Regions from separate parts of the Rattus norvegicus genome. Here region 1 is linked to region 2. The links are chromatin contacts, called in public Hi-C maps. All regions are on one chromosome and are shown on one strand. Each heading gives the region's core, a stretch centred on a gene start, on an enhancer-like site or on the middle of the called end of the contact. The rest is flanking DNA. Distances are from core to core; before and after follow the strand shown.

The links. A called contact is a pair of places that touch in the nucleus more often than the background predicts.
Region 1: a Hi-C map of the A7r5 cell line shows a contact between it and region 2, with 4 times the contacts expected there. The contact joins the enhancer-like site here to the promoter of Cd44 in region 2. A contact is called at or near these places in 2 of 12 Hi-C or Micro-C datasets (the A7r5 cell line and Schwann cells).

What each region holds. Positions count from the first base shown.
Region 1 is chr3:109,818,784-109,822,548 of GRCr8, reverse strand. No RefSeq gene overlaps it. Among named protein-coding and RNA genes, the nearest start is that of Pdhx, 66 kb to the left of the region's middle. Within about 2 kb of position 1,623, at least 8 of the 93 cell types and tissues checked have an H3K27ac peak or open chromatin away from gene starts, as enhancers often do. A contact at or near this core is called in the A7r5 cell line, where this site is marked.
Region 2 is chr3:109,698,028-109,701,747 of GRCr8, reverse strand. Cd44 (CD44 molecule) reads left to right here and starts at 2,324. Exons shown (of 19, transcript NM_012924.3): 1 at 2,324-2,511. The coding sequence starts at 2,436.

The DNA.
Region 1 (3,765 bases), core at 374-2,873, 120 kb before region 2:
TTAGCTCATATTTTCTTTGTAGTTCTTTCTGCATCCTGGTTAGGTTGCACAAGAGGCACTGAGGGATTTTTTGTTTTGTTTCCCTTAAAAATACATCTGGGGGCTGGGGATTTAGCTCAGTGGTAGAGCGCTTACCTAGGAAGCGCAAGGCCCTGGGTTCGGTCCCCAGCTCTGAAAAAAAGAACCAAAAAAAAAAAAAAAATACATCTGGGAAGTGCTAAAATTAAGTATCATGACTTATATATAACTCCCAATGAAAGCCTTAGAAAAACTGAAGCTTAAAACATTTAAGGTAGTGACCCTCAGCCTTCCTAATGCTGCAGTTCCTTAGGTTGTGGTCACCCCCCAACCATGAAGTTACTTTGTTGTTATTTAATAACTGTAATCTTGCTACTGTCACGAATCATCATGTAAAGATCTGATATGTGGAACATCTGAAATGTGATCCCCAAAGGGTTCGTGACCCACAGTTTGAGAACCATTGAGTTAGGTCTGGGTGCCTCTAGGGATAAAATTTGATGGGGATGAGCCGATGGGACTTGCGTGTGGTCCCAGCTACAGTGGATCCAGATCCAGGAAGGTCATCGGAGTGCTCTTCTTAGGGACCAATCTAGGCAACAAGATGGGAGTGACAACAAAAGAACTCATCCAGCCATAATGGCATGAAGCACTCAGAAGAGGTGGCAAGAGGATCATGTCTTGAAGGCCAATCTGGGCCCCATAGCATGTACCATCCTGTTTTGTCTCCAGAAGGAAAAGCAATTAAAACATACATTTAATAAAGAACACTTTAGCTTTGAATCTGGTTCATGTTCAGAACTCAAAAATCATTACCTCAGTTTCAATCCCAGTTGCTCCTGTCTTCTACATGAATAACTACATCAGCCTTCAATCCTAGTCCAGGGTTAGTAGTGGATGAGAGAGTTCATTGGTTTACCCAGACCAGATATATGGACAGCCACCAAATAAGTAAGCAATCCTCTAGGACACAAGTGAGGGCGGGCCTGGAGCATGTGGTGTGTATATTGGGTAGAGCATTAATGAGTGATCACCAGGCCAAGTGAGGGTTGCCTTTCAGGGCTTTGAAGAACCAGCATCACTTTCTCTACTAATGAGTCATGCAGTCATCCTTCTGCTGTCTTCTATTGCAGTTTAGCTCATGTTTATTGTAAAGGAGAAACGACAGATAATACACTTGAGAATTATAAAGCAGGCAGAACTTCAGGGTAAATTTAAGGCTGAGCGACTGTCGTTGATTCAGAGAAATGAAATGTCATTAATTTGGAGTAAGGCATAATGGTAAAATGATTGTGGATCTATCTCATAAATGTGATGGTTTTGTCAACTTGAGACAATCTAGAATTATCTGGGAAAGGAGTCTCCATGAGGAATCATCCAGACTTGGTAGCCCCATGGGTATGCCTTTGAGGGATTTTTGTAGTTGGTTCACTGAGGTTGGAAGACCCTACTCTAAACCCAGCCTTTCATCTGCTAAGCCCTAAACCGAATGAAAAAAGAGCAAACTGACCACTAGCATTCATTAGTTCCTCTTACTGTGCTCTTGACTGTGGGCGGCACCCTTGTGGTTTGAATAAGAGTGGCCCCATAGCTCATATATTTGAATGCTTTGTCACCAGGGAGTGGAACTCTCTGATAAAATTAGTATTAGGAAATGTGGTCTTGTTGGAACAAGTGGAACTAGGAATGGGCCTTAAGGTTTCAGAAAGTCCATGCCAGGCTCAGCGTCACATTCTGTTGCCTATAGATCAGGATGTAGCACTCAGCTATTGCTCCATGACTGCCTGTTGCATGCCACCTACTCCCACCATTGATGATAATGGACTAAACCTCTAAAACTAAGCAAGCCTCCATCGAATGCTTTCTCTCATAAGAGTTGCGTTGGTCGTGGTGTCTCTTTAGCAATAGAGCACTGACTAAGACATCATCTGACCAGCCTTTCCCAGCCCCTTCTGATGTGTCATCCCTGCTGTGCTGGATATAACCTGAGATTGTGGGCCAAGTAACACTTTCCTTCCTTAAATCATTTTGGTCAGAGTATTTTATTATAGCAACAGGAAAAGACTAAAGCAGCTTACTATTGGGGACATAACAAATAAATGTCATTTGTTTCAATATGGTAAATGGTCTGATATTTGTCAAATGATGAGTAAAATGTGAATGTTAAAAGACATTCTTCATTCACATCTGTGAACATCTATGTGCCTTGCTAAAACCCTTAACTGCAGTCAGCTTAAACACTAGGCGGTATTTATGGAGACAGTCTGGCAGGTTCTGTAAACAGAGCGCTGTGCAGCTGAGAAGATTTTATAGGGAAGGACAGTGACATTTGAGGCAGGTTATTTAATTACTGGTTACAATAAGCCTCAGCCCTCCCCTACTTTTCTTGTCTCTCTAATTTTAGTAACCAAATATACCAGTTTGTTTTCTAAGACTTTGTGTTAGTATCTGTTCAATTACTTAAATTCCGGGGGTAGGGGGGAGTTTTATGCCATACCAATTACAATGAAAATGTCCTTGGCCAGGTCAGAAGCCTAAAGAAAGGTACATTCATCTAGGAATAAGCATTCCTCCTTCTCAGTTTAATTGAAATGTGTTTTTACTTTCTCCATGCCCCTGCCTCATCTCTAATCCCTAAATTGCTTATACATATACATATATATGCAATTGTTTATATATATACATAAACATATATGCAATTATTGTTATATATAGTATAGATAGATAGATAGATAGATAGATAGATAGATAGATAGGTAGGTAGATAGATAGATAGATAGATAGATAGATAGATAGATAGATAGATAGATAGATTGATAGATATGGGTTGGGGGTTTTGTTTTTTGAGATTGACTCACTAAGTAACCCAGCCTTTCTTGCTCCTCCCAGGTTCTAGGGTTACAGTAACACCCAGCCTACATTTGTTTTCAAGCAGTCATAATTACTGGGTTTTCATCTCTGAGCAATCTGTCTAGGCAAGTAAAAATTAAGTTTATTTTAACATTTATTTATTCATTCAGGAGATGGGACACATGCAAACCTTGACACTTGTCTGGAGGTCAGAGGACAACTTTGAGGAGTCAGTCCTCTCCTCCCACCATGTGGGTCCCGGGGATGAAACTCAGTCTTTAGGATTAGTGGCCCCGGCTCTCAAATTTTAGTTTTAGCCTTTGCTATCCTCAATGATAAATGTTATGTTCTTTAATGCTAAAGGTCACGTTGGGGTTGTGTCAGAATGAGCTTTTACCATGTGGAGGTCAAGTTGAGGCGGTTTGCTCTGGGTATCAGTTACATCTGCACTTCATCATGAGCTAGTATGTTATTCATGGGTGTTCCGTGTGATACCGGACCATCAGTAACATAGTAAGAATGCATTTTGTCTTATTAGATAATAATCTAAATATCATGATGCATTCCAGGTTTTTATGGTTTGCTACAACTCAGAAGATTGAGAACAGATTTTAAGTTGTAAGGATGAGCCTGTTTCTGAAGCAGGCTGCCATCCTTTTAAGCATTGTATGTTTAGCACCCCACCTCCTTTTCCAGAGATAGAGTAAGTCATTGCTACCGTGGGCTGGAGATGCCTGAGCCTATAAACCGGGAAAAGCAGAAACTCAGTATTTAAGGTAAGGGCGTCTCAGATGTAGAAAAACCTATGGTGCTCATTTTTAACGTACCATTTGCGGGGATTATAGGAGTTTTTGTCTTCCAAGCATGTAGTTATAGATAGATAGATAGATAGATAGA
Region 2 (3,720 bases), core at 1,075-3,574:
AGTGGTTCAACAATTTCACAACCCTGTCACTGCTGTCAATGTCTCTAAAACTGCTGCCATACGGTTCTCCCTAATTGAAAAACCGACAATGAAGTTGTGAAGGGTCTGTAATACTGTGAATTAACTAAATGCCACATAATTGCACTTGTGTGACAGCCAGTTTATATGTGTTTTCACACAAAAGTCATTTTTAAAACTCACAATGGCTCTTGGTTTTCTACAGGACCAAGTTCAAAGTTCCTTGAAGTTTACAACCTGGTCTCTGCAGAATTCTCTAGTCTTCATTCTTACTTTGAGCATTCAGTCTCATCATCTGATCTAATATTCAAGTCTTTATAGGACACACACACACACACACACACACACACACACACACAGAAACAGAGAGAGGAGGGTAGGGGGAGAAAGATCCCTTATCAACAGATCACTTCCAGAAAACCCAAGCTTCATCTGCAACTTTCAGAAGATAAATTCTCTTGCATAAAATGGCTCAGTATTTGCATGCAGCACACACATGTTCTTCTAGTCATGGCTAGATACTTGTAATACCTAGCAAAATGAAATGTAGAGTTATATATTAATATATATATATATATTTATCTATGTGATACGTAGTGGTTGAGCTGTGTGGTTCACAAAGTAATGAAAAGCAAAAAGCTTGTAGACACTCAGAACAAATGCAATTCTTATGAATTTTTTAGCCTATAGATACATGAAGCTGGCTGAATTATCTTTAATCATTTTAACAGTTACTGATTATGTGTGTATGTCTGTGCTCCAACGTGCACACGTGCACATGCACGCATTTGCACCATGATACACATAGGCATGCCCGTGAAAGGCAAAGGACAATTTGCCTAATTCACCCTGTGGGTTCCAAGGATCTAACCTGGGACATGTGCTTGATAGCAAGCTCTTTATCACTGAGCCATCGTCCCAGTCCTAGTTGTGGTTTTGCAGTATATTTTATATTGCAGGCAGCAGCTGGCTTGTGACTGAGCTAGTTCCAGGAGACAAACCAGGCCTTGCCTCTCTTGATACCCTTGGGCACTCATTACATGCTTGATGAATAAATGGATGGGCAGGTGACTGGGTGCCTTTCTCTTGCTTTTTCAGTTTTTTCAGTAAATCCCAAAATATCACTTTCCCTCAGAATTTCTGGCACGATTCATTCTGGGTCCTGCCGTAGCCATGTCTTCTGTGTCTCTCATTCGGCAAGAAGTCCACTCAGATTTAGTTCACATTAAAAATAAACAGAGCTTTTGATATCCAAATTGCAACACAAATCGTATTAGAGAAGACAGGGAAATGTGATTTTAAATATTATTTCCCCTGGATTTTCAGCCTGGAAATATCTCCCTTGAAGAAAATGGCAATGTACACCCCTCTTTGAAATTTATCAAGAAGTAAAGAGGAATGTATTAAAGCTTGCAGCAAAGGGAGTATAAAATGCAAACAAGAAAGAGTTAATATGTGAGTGGATATGAGGATGGGTAGAGTGAGAGACGACGACGGGAAATGTGTACATGCATCGAGATGGGTGGGACGTATGATGAACGAGTATAGGACGGGTGTAAAAAAGGTTTATGGAAGGGTGGATGAAAAGTTGTACAGGTGGGTGAATACAAGAACTGGTGGGCAGATGGAGTATGGTAGATTAGTGCATTAGGAGGAAGATGGGTGGACACAGGAATGGATGGGTGGATGTGTGAGTATGTGAGAGCATGAATGAAATGGGTTGGCATCCTTGGGTTTTCCGGAGCAAAGATCTGCTGAGCGGTTTGGACTTCTCTCAGAGAGAAAGAGGAAACTCCCACAAGTTCCCTACTTTTCAATTCCCACCCTGGCCAGGAAGGCATTATCCAGCGGGGGATAGATTTCTCTAATTTTTTCTCAGCTCCTCCCTAAGATTAAGTCCAGCTTCCTGGGAAACCCATTCTTTCCCTAGCCAGGTTCCCAGAAGTTTAGTGGCAAAGGAGAAACTGGAGGATTTAACTCAGAGGGGCGAGGTCCTAGGACTCAGCCATTCTTCTTGTCCCAGGCAGCGCTCCTCATAGGCTGGCGGGCTGGGCCAGGGTTGAACGCCTGTGGAGTGGCCCTGGGGGGGCGTGGGCGCATGGGGGCAGCAGCCTTTCTCTTTTGCGGGGAAGAGCAGGGCTGGGGCGCAGGGGCAGCAGCGAAAGCTGGTTGGTGTGTCTTTAAACTTCCGTTGGCTGCTTAGTCACAGCCCCCTCTCTTTGGGTGTGTCCTTCGCGCGCTCCCTCCCTCTTAGGTCACTCTTTCAAAGCCTGGAATAAAAACCACGGCCAACTTCCGAGGCGGTCTCATTGCCCAGCAGCCCCCAGCCAGTGACAGGTTCCATTCACCCTCTTTGCCCCTTTCCCCGCGACCCTTTTCCAGAGGCTACTAGATCCTTTGGTTTCATCCTGCACATCATGGACAAGGTTTGGTGGCACACAGCTTGGGGACTACTTTGCCTCTTACAGTTGAGCCTGGCACAGCAGCAGATCGGTGAGTAGCCCGCCAGCCGGGACTGTGGGATGCGTTCGGCGAAGCGCCTGAGGACTCCAGCTGGATGCCTCTGGGTTGAATTGCCCGGGGAGGGACTGTAGTGAATTGGGCTAGCAAAGCAAAGCTGGGATTGGGGCTATGCTATTGGAAAGAGTTTGCTCTTGGGAAGTGCTGCTTTGGTGAAAGGAAAAGAGAAAGGGAGAAGAAAGTTTGCTGGGCAGGTTGCCCGCTGCAAATTTTGGGCGAGGTCCCCGACGCTTGCTGAAGCACATGGCTCAAAAGTAACTGTGCTCTTGGATATGCACAGCCTCTGTCCTGACTAACAGGCTCTGGCACTCAAGGGTTCCCTAAGCCTGGCTGGTTGTGGCTAGCAGGTTAGAGCCACAGACTGGGGCAGCAAGGACCTGTAGAGCACTCCCCAAGGTGTTCACATAGCTGTAGGCCAGTTATTTGGCAATGGGCTTTTCCGAAAGGAGCCTCAGAAAGCTGAAGAGAGCGGGTCCTGGCTTAGACTAGTTTTCGGGGCTCTTAGAGTCCGCTTTGATCACCGACTGCTTTATTTTAGCTTGTGGGAGTTTGAACTGGTTCTGTGTGAGGCTCTGAGTACCCAAAAGGTTCCAGCATGGGCCAAGGAGGACACAAGACAGGAACATAACTGGACCAGCCTCCGGTGCTTGCAGTCTCCTGGGTTTGCCAGTCTAGGCAAAGTCAAACAGCAACAGGGTCCATATTCGCTGCCTGGCAGCTTCAGGGCAGGAGGGGGCCTGCATTAGGGTAACACGTGAACTTTAGCGCGGAGTCCCTAATATCCCATCTAAACGAGGTTGGTGGCTTCTGTGGCTGTGGAGGGGAGGAGCTGGGGCCAGGTATTCAGTATGGCTCAATTCTAAGAGTTTCCCCTCTTTTATATGTATACGAACAGATAATTACACGAAGGCTTTGTTTATCATCAGCATAGTTAATTTTTCTTTTAAGAAGTGTCAGTCAGGTCACTAAGCCAGCTCAGACTACAGGAGGTTCCTCTCAGCAAGAATTTATTAAACCCAGTTCTGGGGCGTAAGGGGTATCAAACTGGGTTTTTGTAGGCATGGTAGGTAGGGATTAGAAAATTGCACCTCCATTGCCGGATGTTAAAATTTGAGTACGGATGCAGGTGTAATGCGAATGATTTTAGCAGCACAGCACCATTGGCCATTTTTTGTGCCCCTT